2 separate regions of the Gossypium arboreum genome follow, and region 2 is linked to region 1. The links are chromatin contacts, called in public Hi-C maps. All regions are on one chromosome and are shown on one strand. Each heading gives the region's core, a stretch centred on a gene start, on an enhancer-like site or on the middle of the called end of the contact. The rest is flanking DNA. Distances are from core to core; before and after follow the strand shown.

What was found. Hi-C and Micro-C count contacts between places; a contact is called where the count stands out from the background.
Region 2: a Hi-C map of leaf shows a contact between it and region 1, with 2.0 times the contacts expected there. The contact joins the promoter of LOC108489356 here to the promoter of LOC108487072 in region 1.

The regions. Positions count from the first base shown.
Region 1 is chr9:8,665,657-8,671,904 of ASM2569848v2, reverse strand. LOC108487072 (protein farnesyltransferase subunit beta) reads right to left here and starts at 4,607. Exons shown (of 14, transcript XM_017791299.2): 1 at 4,309-4,607; 2 at 4,150-4,236; 3 at 3,953-4,058; 4 at 2,773-2,808; 5 at 2,477-2,559; 6 at 2,347-2,400; 7 at 2,033-2,084; 8 at 1,779-1,843; 9 at 1,057-1,113; 10 at 816-888; 11 at 618-704; 12 at 361-541; 13 at 126-253. The coding sequence starts at 4,424.
Region 2 is chr9:8,808,866-8,815,465 of ASM2569848v2, reverse strand. LOC108489356 (serine/threonine-protein kinase BLUS1-like) reads right to left here and starts at 3,990. Exons shown (of 22, transcript XM_053018504.1): 1 at 3,624-3,990; 2 at 3,030-3,082; 3 at 2,442-2,843; 4 at 2,058-2,312; 5 at 1,398-1,522; 6 at 1,236-1,280; 7 at 1,046-1,127; 8 at 873-941; 9 at 618-788; 10 at 463-528; 11 at 143-211; 12 at 1-31. The coding sequence starts at 2,609.

The DNA.
Region 1 (6,248 bases), core at 3,358-5,857:
GACTATTTTTAAATTGAAAAATAAATGTACTATTAAATTTTTACCCTTTTAAGTAAAAAACTAAATCTCAAACTTTACCAAAGAACAAGGAAGCATATTGAGTCAACCATGTTTGAATACTGAACCTGTGAGCATAAAAGAATGTATTGCTGCAAGGCCAAGCTGTTGAAAAGAGGTTCCACATTTGCATGCCCCTTACTATGATTATGATCAATATCGATAACATTATCTTGAGATGAGGTATTGTGTTGATCTGCAAACAAGAAGACGAAAAGCAAAATTAAAATACAACTCCCATGAATTATAGAGAGAGAAAAAAAAGAAAACAGAACTGAATCAGGGACTGCTAAACCAGCATACCTCCAATCTCGGAATGACTGCCGCCCAGAGATAAATCCCCATTCAAACCTTCTTCTCCAGCTGCATCTGATGAAGTGGTGGTTTGCGGACTTTCTTCACCACTACCTTCTCCATCTCCCAATGGTATTGGTTTTACTTCTTTAGTAGAATTTAATCTTTTTAGTAATGCAAAAATTCCTCCCTGATCACTTTCCTTGGTTTTATTTCATTTCAACTCGATAAAAACATGAATAAGATGATAAAAAATAAAAAATCACCTGCCAGAATGAGTAACAACCGTCAACCAGTTTATTAGTTCTGCCCTGAAATCCACCCTCCACTCCTTGTCGGAAAACAACCCAATCCTATAGAACTCAAAGTACATGTTTATTATTAATATACTCACAAGAGAATGCTATCATAGTTAGTACAAAGAAAGCTAACAAACTTAAAGAAGTGAAATGATATGGTCTTACAGTTAAGCCAGACAAATCCAGACTATCGACCTCATTGATTAAAATCATTGTCGCCAACCCACAAAAGGTGTACCTGATGAACAAATTAACACAACTTTAGGAGACTCATATTGAGTATTGTGAATTCCAAAACGACATATATGGTATTCATGAGGAAGTAAACAATGAATCAAATTTCAAGGATAAGTAATAATTTTATAATTTGAAACACATGCAAAGATGAGAGCAGAGTAGAACATACCCCCCATGAGCTTCAGAACCAGGTTCCCCAGAAATGCCACCTTCGTAAGTCTGGCAACTTCAAAAAGATGCAATAAATGATTTCAGTCACATGGATGACACAATAAGAATCAAGACACAGCTCAAGTAATCATTAAGAATATGCATTCAATCCAAGGCCAACCCATCCCATAATATTATTTTGAAGTATATGTCGAAGATTAAGTCTTGTGATGCCATTGAAGCAGAACGACAACATGTACTAATAGGGACACTAAGAGTCTTCATTTTTCCTTTCGGTATTCAACGCTGCCAAGGATGGACCCTGGTCAATGAAACAAAGTGGCCAACACTACTACTGACAGACGACATGGCTATTGGCTACAGTAAGAGCTTTCCTTGGTTATAACAGTGTATATTCATGCTAACCAAAGCGCATCACTCAGTCCTGAGAAGCATTCAAGTTTACCACAATTCAAAACAACAGAAAGTGAAGACTACAATAAAAACACCTTGATTTCCTGGGAATGAGAAATATGAGTAGAGGTTCCAACCTTGAAGCACCTAAGACGAGGCTTTTTATGCATGCCACATCAAATAAATGCGCTTACTAACAGCAACAAAATGTAGAAAGCAGACATGGAAACCAACTAAACCTAAAATAGATTTACGACGAAAAAGGAGGAAAACAGATTAGCTGCCTTAAATAACTACCTCAAAGCAAAGTAAAAGCTAGATACTGACCTTAAGATGTAATTTCCAACATTTTGAACAAGTTCATCATCCAAAATATTCAGGAGACTTGCAACCTGGTCAACAAAGATGGCTGACTTATCACAAAGAATAACCTTGAAAACAGTGGTACATAATTTAAAAACAAAAACCGATAATATATTTATACATATGCAACCAAAGGAAACATTAGATCTATAATAATTAGTGGAGTTTTCCAAACAAAACAGTGATATTATTAACTTTTCAGCATACTGCATACTTACTGAGATGGCTGTATAACATGCTCGAACATCAATTTCTCCACCATCATGCATTCTGCGAAAGAAATCATTAAAAATGCTTAAAATTACAGTCCAAATACTTGTTTCAAGGACAAAGATACAAACAAGTTGAATTTTCCTCATACCAAGAACATGATGCCACATACTTAAATGTAGATAGATTCAACTACACAAAACATTAACCTCCAGATACAAAGTCATTCTTAGTGAAGCAACTTCAAAGAAAAAATTAAATTTCATGATATCCACTAGAAGGTGGGTTCAAACTTGAAAAAAGACGAAGAAATGTGTCATACCTGAATCCCCCACTGGCATCTTTCATTTGCCGCAAAAACATGTACAGTTTTTCTCTGAAGGAAATTGCAAACTTCTGTTAAATAGCTTCCAATAAAAACTTCAAATTCAATTATTGCATAACCTGACCACCTATTAATTGATGACAATGCTTTTTCACCACCCAGAGTAACAAGTGAATTGACTGCAGCATATGTTGTTGCAAGGTGAGGCATCTGGAAAATTAAATTAAATTCATTTAGTTCTCTCATATATAATTGAAATGCAATATAACTTGAAAGGCGGTAAGAGGATACCCACACAGCAAAATAGAATGTTTCATATAAATAAGAATCATTCGAGAATAGGCCATCTCCACTAATTACTGTTAGCATACAGAAGACAGTAGGTAAGAGTTTAACAATGATCATATCCAAAATTTTACTTGCCTGTCCAGGTCCACCAGCATAACCACCATTAGGACCCTGTCAGCAGTAAGAACAAATATACAAAGAAGTATCAGATAACCATTCAGAAAAAGAAAAGAGCAACATAGTTAGCCAGTGCGCAATGAGCTTGAGCACCATCAGCACCAACTGGAAGCACCAGGTTGATATGTAACCAAGACCCCAGAAAACTCTGAATCTCCAAGTTTAGCAAATCAGAAAAACGAAACATTTTTTTCATGGAAAAACAAGAATGATAGTTCATTCTATACCAACTCTAATCAACTTGCGACTAGCAACAACAATAAGAAGGTTCCCTACCACACTCCTAGATAACTAGTAACTAATAACAGATAACTTGTCCTTGATAACATGTTAGGGAATAAATAAAACGGATAATGGAGAGAAAAATAGGGTGAATTACTCAACCGTGACAAGAAAAAGGCTTATGATGAAAGTTTTTTAAACCTAAATCTCCATCCTTAACAATGGTGGCCAAACCAAGTATCTATATGTCAAAGTCCTAAGTAAACTAAAAGAAATTAAACTCCTAATATATGTTTCAACCAATCATACACTTTAAGAGATACGACTGAATTACAAATATTATCCTAAGTAAATCTCTTATAAAGTCCTAACACAATCTAAACTTACCATAATCTTCACTAAAGATTCCTAACCTTATTTTAATCAAAAACAAAATCCTATTGGAAGCATGTGTGGTTTTATCTCCTCATGCTTGTATCACAAGCTCTAAGCTGGTAAAACATGGAGTAGGGCACACGCACTATGGCATATCAATCAATGTGCATAAGCACAAGACTTCTTTAAGTAATGCATTTCTTCCAACATAAGGCAACCATACAACTAGCCAAGAAAATACTCTGTAGTAATATATCGGAATAGAAAAGCATAATAAATGCAACTTATCCACTTGCAATGCTAGTTTTAATCTTCTAACTGATAATCAGAACATACAAAGCATTTTCCAATTCATTGAGATCAGCAATGCAAATCTTTATGCCGTGTTTAAGACCATATCCTCAGTAACTCAGTAATAACAACCATTCTTCAAACCAAATTATTAATAATAACAGCAAATGCTAACGTGATTATTTCACTTATAATGATGTTCAAGTTGGATCGATATGTATATACACATGCATATCAGAAATTTGGCTACCTGACAACGACTAAGAAAATCAATAGTATTATCTTCCAATTCAGGATCTACAAACTCGTCCAGTAAAGCAATCGAATGAAGTATCCAATAACAAATCCAAGGACGACTGCAGATTAAACAATAAAAATTACAATTTTATTTTGAATTGTAATCAATTGAAGTACTGATTAAAAAAAACAGCTAAAAAAGTGATCTACTTAGCATCTAATACGCAGAAAGAAGGACCGAGCCCTGTTAATCCTTTCGTTAAGTACTCCACATGATTTTCTCGTTGAAGCTCCAACCTGTCAGAAAAAGTCGAATATAAAATCCAAAACAAAAAAAAGTTTCTAAAATTTAGGGCTTTAGGGATTTACATGAAGGATTGAGAACTCGGAGGCAGGTTGTAGAACGTTTTGAATATGTCGAAGACTTGTTGCTCAACCAATATCTGATCCCGCTGAGTTACGGTTAAACTCCTGAACGATTCCATGGTTTCAAAATCGGCACCGGTGATCAGTGGACTGAGACACTGAGTTGACAACTCGCTTTGATTGCAGAGAAAAAAAAAAAGGAGGAAAGAAAAAAGGAAAAAATAAATTGGGGGAGAATTTAACTGTTTGGTAACGGAGATAAGATAATTAGTGACACTTAGTAATGCGAAGTTATTCCATCGAAGTTATTCCATCAGAAGATTACCTTTATCCATCCCATTAGTTCAAATATTTGTGAATATCTAAACATATGTTCTTTGTCCGTTTTATTGTCTGTATTCGGGGTTTGAGATTGTCTCTTAGTAATATTATGTTCAAAGTTCAAACATGTATTCTCTTTAAGGGTATAATGTCTTTATTAATGCATCCAACACTTATCGGTTTTCATATCTACTCATTAAATTGGGATATTAATATTTAAATAACATTTAATTTTAGATATTCTAACTACTACCAATTATAGATTTAAAGTAAATATAGATATTTATTATATAAAATTTTTTTTAGTTTTGAGAATTCAGATTCTAAAATCCATCATTCAAATTTACAATATTTTTGCAAACAATATTGTTATAGCTCCCTCCACGAACAAGGATACATGGTAGGTAGGAAGGCCAACCGATTGATACACTCTACTTACTACCGACTGGAAGGTTGCCAGGAAATCAGATCTTCTGTTTTAAACAACCAGAAGAGCGAAAGGTAATTGTCCAAGAAAGATGACCACCCATCTCTCCAAACACCTGCCCTTCTATTAAAAATGTGATCTCTTTTGTCACCAAACCCCACGTGAGTTCAACTGCTCCATACCACCAAATCAGAGTGAATGACAAGATTTGTTTCATCACAGACATCCTCGTCCCATCGAAGATATCCGCTCTATGCATCTTGCAATGATGGCTTGATGGCAAGTTTAAAATGTTAATACCATCCTGCACGAGACCTTTGCCTATAAATGCCTCAATAGACGATGAAGAAAGGATCGGCTCTCCAAATATACTAGCATACACCCTACCAACTTACTTTCATAGCTTCACTATCAAACCCTCTCCATCTCTACTCTTTATAACCTCTAGCTCTCCACCCGGACTAGGTGAATCGATTTTCATCGTCACCACCACATCCACCTCCTTACTCCTCGCTTGTTGTATCATTATATCAACAAATATATTTGGATTCGGATATCCAAATCCATTATCAGTTTTTCATTTTAAAATTTAATTTAATTTTTTAACTTACTAAATTCAAACATTTAAAGGATTAGTGTTGATACACAGTATCAACGAAGATAGAAAAAGAGGTAAATTTTAGGGTTGGGAGAGGGAAAGGTAGAGGGTCTCAAGCAAATGTGGCAGAAGATTTAGTGTATTAGGGTTAAGAATAGGGAGGAGTTCCTCTACTAAGTGGTATCTTAGAGTATTTATAAGTTAGTTGGGGTTTGTACGGTAATATAAGGTAAAGAGAATTTTGAAAAGAATTGAATATGTGAATTATTGAAAGAAAAAATAGATTTTTATAGTTGTACATCACAATTGAAAAGAGAAAGAAAAGGAGACCATGACTCAACAACTTTGAATAAATCAAATAAATAACTATCTTTAAAGAAACCGGAATTATTATCCAAACAACCTAAAAACATATAATCAAATCCTAACAATTCATTTCTTGAACTAAAAATACTCTAAGTATTTAGTTTTTGTCAGCTTTTGCACAGACACTCAAGAATCTTCTCAGCTTACAAAACTAATCCAACTTAAGAGGTTTGGTCATCACATCTACTAGCTGATCCTGTGTCTAATTTAGCCAACACCCTTTGTAACCAT
Region 2 (6,600 bases), core at 2,741-5,240, 140 kb before region 1:
CTGCATTTGGTGCATCATCGTCATCTTGAATCTGCAGGTATAACAATAGGCATTTCTGATGAGATAAACATATAAAGCAGTTCTAGGACTACCTACAGATAAATAATAACAAAAACTTGGATGGGGAATTGAAACCACTTACGAGTGCAGCCTGACTTTTTAAGTCCTCTAGGTTGAAATTCCAAGCACTAATCCCTTTTATGTACTCTTGCTGCAAGGTAAAAGGAATTCATATTCAGAATGGTACTATGTAATCATACAGTTTTTTATATAACACGGTCATTCATTAGTCAAAGTAGAGCCAGCAACAATAGTTTCTCTTATCCATAAGACCTGAGATGGATGCGGCAATGACAACAATTGGTTCACTCAGAATAAAAGGCTGAAAAATACTATTAAGACATAAAGGGAAAAAGCTAGCACTATCAAATTTTGTCAAGAAATGTAAAAAGCTCCATTCACCTGTGATAATTGCTCCTTGTCCTCATAAAGAGCCTTATTCTGTACAAGAAGATCGGCTTCTTTCGTCTGAAACATAAAATACCAGATCAGAATTCTAGATTAGTTCCTCGTCTTAAGCAAAGGTCATCAATTAAACAAAAGGGCAAGTAAGAGACCTTTAGCACCCTAAAACGTTCACCTAATGGAGCAAGGCCGTCAAGAATGGTACGAGCTAGATAATCATAGGAGCGTGCATGTTTAAAGAAATGGTGCTTCAAAAGCTTCTCTGAAGTTGGACGTTTCTTCGGGTCCTTCACCAAGCAAGCAGCTACCAACTCCTTGAAAGACTGGAGAATTAAAAAGCTCTCACAATGTTACTATCAGATACTAACAAATGATACAAATCAGTAAGACAATTGACGAGCACAAACCTTTGAGAACCTCTTGTCTCTTTCATAGTCTAGACCAGGAGGAGCATTTTGCAAGGTCATTAACAAAACCTGCAGCAGAAATGGGATTAAACAACTAAAGTAAGAACTAAAAGAATGACAACAAAATACAAATAATAATCAACTGGTTTAACTATCAAACAACTGATATTTACTTTCATTGGTGGATACTTGGAAAATGGGGCGTGGCCATGAGCAAGTTCAAGAGCTGTAATTCCGAAAGACCAGATGTCCGCTCTGTAAACAGAAAAGAAGAGGAAACAGAATGATTTAAAAGGTATAACAAAGGAAAAGAATAAAGGAAATGCAATGAAAAAGTATAGATTAGTGAGGCAATCAACTCACTTAAAGTCATAACCATGCAATTGCTGCATAACTTCTGGAGCCATCCTGATATAAAAACAAGAAGACACATGTGGTCATCATTAGCTCTCAAAAATTGAATTTCCATAGTAAAATACATGATTACAATCTCTGACAGTCAAAAGGCCAAGGAAAAACAAATACCAGCAAGGAGTTCCAACAAAAGTATTTCTAGAACGCTGTCTGTCTCCAGTATCAAACATGCATGCTGATACTCCAAAGTCTGCCAACTTGACCGCACCATTAGAATCAACTAAGATATTACCCGCCTGCAAATATAAGTTATAAATGTATATAAGAATAAAAGAGAAATTTTCTGAACAAGAGTAGGAAGGAACAAGGGCAAAATAACAGGCAGTAAGCTATCAACATATGTAGCACAACTGGCATCCTCCTTGTCAAAGAAACAACAAGAACAAATCATATTGAAGTAATAGACCACCACTAATTTTAAACTCAATGCTACGATATCCAATCTCACCCCTATCATTGTTTTCACTCTCACCAGAGCCAGCCTCAACACCTATCCAAATGGACCCTAAGAGATTCAATAGTATACTGGTATCAGCATAAGGTTTCTCTACGGAATGAAGGAGCAAATTTTCCCCCACTTTCCGTATATTGTCAATTACATGATAAGAACTATAAGTTATTCATATTGATAGTAAGAAAATATAGCTTAAGCTGTATCTTTACTGAAGACAGTCCATAAATAACCAGGTTGGTCTCAGAATATAAACTATTTGCAGAAATAAAGAAGAAAAACATGGCATAAAAGTAAAAGAAGAAAGGGCAATAAGGAACCTTCACATCTCTGTGAATGTGCCCATGAGCATGAAGATAAACAAGAGCTTTAAGAACTTCACGCAACAAAGTAGCAATGACAGGCTCTTCAAAACCTTCAGGAAAAGCAGATTTCATTATATGCAAGCAAGACCCCCCAGCCATATATGGCATCACAACCCAAAGGTTGTGACCGGTAGCAAATGAGCAATGTGCCCGTAATAAATTTGGGTGATCAATCAAGCTCATAGTCTGGACCTCTCTACGAATTCCATCCTGCATCATTCATGATCAAAAATCTTAAAATGATGTGAACTCTTTATGCCATAGAGTTGCAGGGACTTGAAAGAGAAATCATAAGTAAACATGCTTCCCAAGTGATAGATTATGAAATACCGTACTTACCAGATCGTTATTGCACTTCTCCAAATCAAGAACCTTGATAGCAACAATCTCATTAAGTGGAATGCATAAAGCCCTGTACACAGTGGCACTGACACCTTCTCCAACTTCTTCATATAACTTATAATCTTTTGCATTGACTGGAAAACGTTTCTCAAAAGGTTGCTCCATAGCTTCTTTTCACAGCATACCATTACCACCCACCCTCTTTACTCTTATATGTTCCAATTAACAAAAACAAACTTTCAACTAAAGATTGGACTGTCAACCTAATGCGGAGCTTCTTCCAATTTGGTAGCATATTCTCTTCTTTAGCACACAACAGTTTACTAGTTCATGGACTTCATCAAGGTAATAGGCTTATCCAGTCCGCTCCATTGCATGCAGATCCAGTTAAACCCAATCCTAGTTAACAGCACAGAAGACCTTGCACATCAAACCAAGTACTCTTGTCATTGAACTATCAGCAAAGCCTATGAGAAAAGTGGTTTTCCCCAGATAGCAAATAGAAACCTAAAGAATAGCAAATGTTGTATGGCAAGAAACTAATAGATGCACTCGAAAGCTAACCAAAATTCTGTTTAAACTAACCAAAAAAATTAAAAGGATGTACGGAAGGCAGTTGGTAGTAGGGTAGTTTTAACCTGTAAAAACCCCAAGAAGAAATGGAATTAATTCTTCTTTACAAACGGACCCTTTTTCCAAAGCAATTAAAACCAATAAGCAAAAATTACCTTCCTATAGAAATTAAAACAATTAGATGATATAGAAGAAAAATTTCTAATAAAAACCATGGAAACTCAACACCCATCCTTGCAACAATTAATTTTAAGAATCAATTCAAATAACTAGTTCTTGATCAGAAAATTCAGCTTTTGAACAACAGTTCAGATAGCCTAAATTGCGACTGTTAACTATCAAAATAGTATAGCATTCATAAAATCTCTCCAAAGCTTCCACATTACCTCTAAAAAACAACTAATCTAATACTAAAAGCACAACCAAAATTCATCAATTTCAAATAACTAAAAAATTTCATAAAAACATATGAAGAAAAAAAAAAGCAAGATAAACTTATTCACAGATTTGATACAAACCTAGGGTTTCAGCAGATTCAAATCAGAGCTGAACCTGAAAACAGAATATAAAATTTGCATTAAACAAATCGAAACCCAACAGCACCACCTCAAGTCGATTAAAGACTCGATTTCAATTTTCTCAGATATTTTCTTCTTCCTCCTCTTTCCTCTTCTTCTTCTTCTCAAAGACGTCTCTAACGATGACGATTTGGCGATGATAATTATTGGTTGACAAATATTATAAACTTTAATAAAAAATAAAAAAATTATTTTAATTAAAAAAAATCTTCGAGTTACAGGTCCCTGGATCGAATCTTCCAAGTTTCACAGTTTGCAAAGAAAATAAATAAGTAAAAATAATTTCCTTTTTTGAATTTTTTAAGCTCTTTTTGTTTTTTTTCGCAGACTAAAAATACAGATAAAAAATATTATTATTATTATTATGAGAGGAGAAGCTCAAGTTCAAAAATTATGCCAATTTAAGTGGGACCCGACCCGATTTAGATGAGATTTTGGGGGTTCTCGCTCTAATAGGTGAAAATATCGTTGTTGGGGCGGGTTCCGTGATTTTATCGGGCCAAATTATCAGATAAGTGATTGCTATCACCTGTTTTGCCTCCCTTGGTCAACCCTAGTGTCATCCTAAAAAATGGCTTCAATAATTTTCTTGATTTATACATCATTCGCTTATATTAGTGGTAAAAAAATTGAGTCGAGTCGAGTCAAATTGAATTAAATTCAAACAAGTAATAATATAACAACCATTAAATGAGAAAAAAGAATAAACTTTAAACACGAAGATCGAATCTTAAATTTAATGTCAATCAACTTGAGTCCACACAAATTGTATCTTAAAGTAGTGATTTGATTGATCAGATCGATTTAATTTGAAGATTAGTGTTTGGTATACTTATAGTGAAATATATTAGCTCCATAACTAAAGTTAAAACAATACTACAATTTTACATAATTTTATATTGGTGATTAAGAAATCACAATCTATCTCGTTTATTTATTTTTAAATATTAATTAAGAATGTATACAATTTTTCCCCTGCTCACGGAATTAAAAAATTATACCATTAGTATATTAATTAAGAATGGATCAATACCTCTATGGCATTTAGATATGGTACTTCATGACCAATAAATTCTTTATCATTTTCAAATAACGAAATTGATCGTTACTCACATCTAATGATTGTACAACCATCGAGGTGCTCAATAGATGTGCTTTATCCATATAATTTTTTTTTAAAAATATTTTTTGTATATTAGAATTAAGTGACTCAAATCCTTATTTAAGTAAAATACAATGGTAAAATAAAATAAAAGAAGAATCCATATCGAATTACACTTTTTTTTATTTTATTTTAGAATAAGGTCTTTTAAACCTTATTAAATTCTATCTATTTGATATTGATTAGAATAAGGTGTTTCAGTCTTACTAGAATATGGCTTTACAAGCCTATAAATAGACATAGTCTATTCCTCTTGTATTGTATTCGAATTCGACATAGTGAATTTTCTTCTCCTCTGCCCGTGGTTTTTTCCCGAAAAGGTTTCCACGTAAAAATCTGTGTGTTTTTTATTTTTATTTTATTTTATTTTTTTTACAAATTGGTATTAGAGCTTCCGGGTTGTTTATCTCGATCATGGTAATTGCGTTTTTGAAGTATAAAATTCCGTTGTTGGATCGCAACACCAGATTTGCATTGTGGCAAATTAAGATGTAAGCAGTTCTTGCAAGATGGATCTGGAGGATACCCTGCTAGGGATAGATAAAATGCCTTCGACATTAACAGACTAAGATAAGAAGCGTACGGATCGAAAGGCGTTAACACAATTAATCTGCATTTTTCCAACAAAATTTTGCAGGATGTGATGAAAGAGAAGACCGCCGCTGCATTATGGAAGAGGCTAGAACAATTATGTATGTCGAAAACTCTAACAAGCAAGTTGCATATGAAGCAAAGTCTTTATGCTCATCGTTTGGAGGAAGGTGCGTCTTATAACACCCCAATTTTCGGGAATCCTGTGAATGTTGGCATAGGTTTAATTATGTTAGTGGGCCTCTAGAAAGCCCAAACTTAAGATAGAACCCGACAATTTTAGTTAATTTTTGTTCCATAAGAAAAAGGGGGTGAAATTATGAAATAGGACCTATGTGAAAATGTTTGAAAATGCTATAGATTAAATTGAAGTGGCCAAATAAATAGGAGTGCAAAATAGGAGGATTTGCATGACAAACCTCCCATTTTACATGAAGTGGCCAGCCATCATGTTGTTGTAGACAAAATGTACATTTGATATCCATAATTTATAGTACAAATTGATACAAATTGATAATAGGTTAGGTAAATGTTCAATGATAATAGGTTAGGTAAATGTTCCATGATAATGGGTTAGGTAAATGTTTCATGATAATGGGTTAGGTAAATGTTTCATGATAAGAATTCCATGTCTTTTGTATTAAAGAATTAAATGGATGAAATATAAAGTTTTATTAAAAGAAAAAGGGGTGAAAAGAACAAAGTTTTGTCCATCTTTGTTCATCATAGCTGAAAGTTAGGGAAGAGAAAGGAGAGGAGAAAGCTCTTGAGTATTTGGTCATTAGGAGGAGGAAAATTGACGGTAAGTTCTTGGTACCTTGCTTCTATTTTGAGGTTCATGAGTTCTTCTTAATTCTACCTTAACTCTTGAAGTATATTTTGATTTTTAGTTGTGTTGTGAGCATTTGGTCATGAATTAAAATGAAGGAAATGGTTGTTGTTTCATGTTCTTTTGATGAAAAATGGAAGATATATGAAGTTGAGCCAAACAAATGAGCATGCATGTGCCTTAGATGCTAAAGGGAAAAATCGGCTAACATGTTGTGCTTTGAAATGATGAAATGGAGATTATGCTTAAGTAAAAATCATAGATATGTGATGATTGATTGGTGATATACATGTTTAAATAACATGCATGCAAGATAGGTGTATGAAAGAGTGATTTGGTAATAAATCTGCTTGGGACAGCAGCAGATAACGTGACTTTGGAAAATCACCATAAATTGTGGGAGATGAATTAGAAGCTGAATAA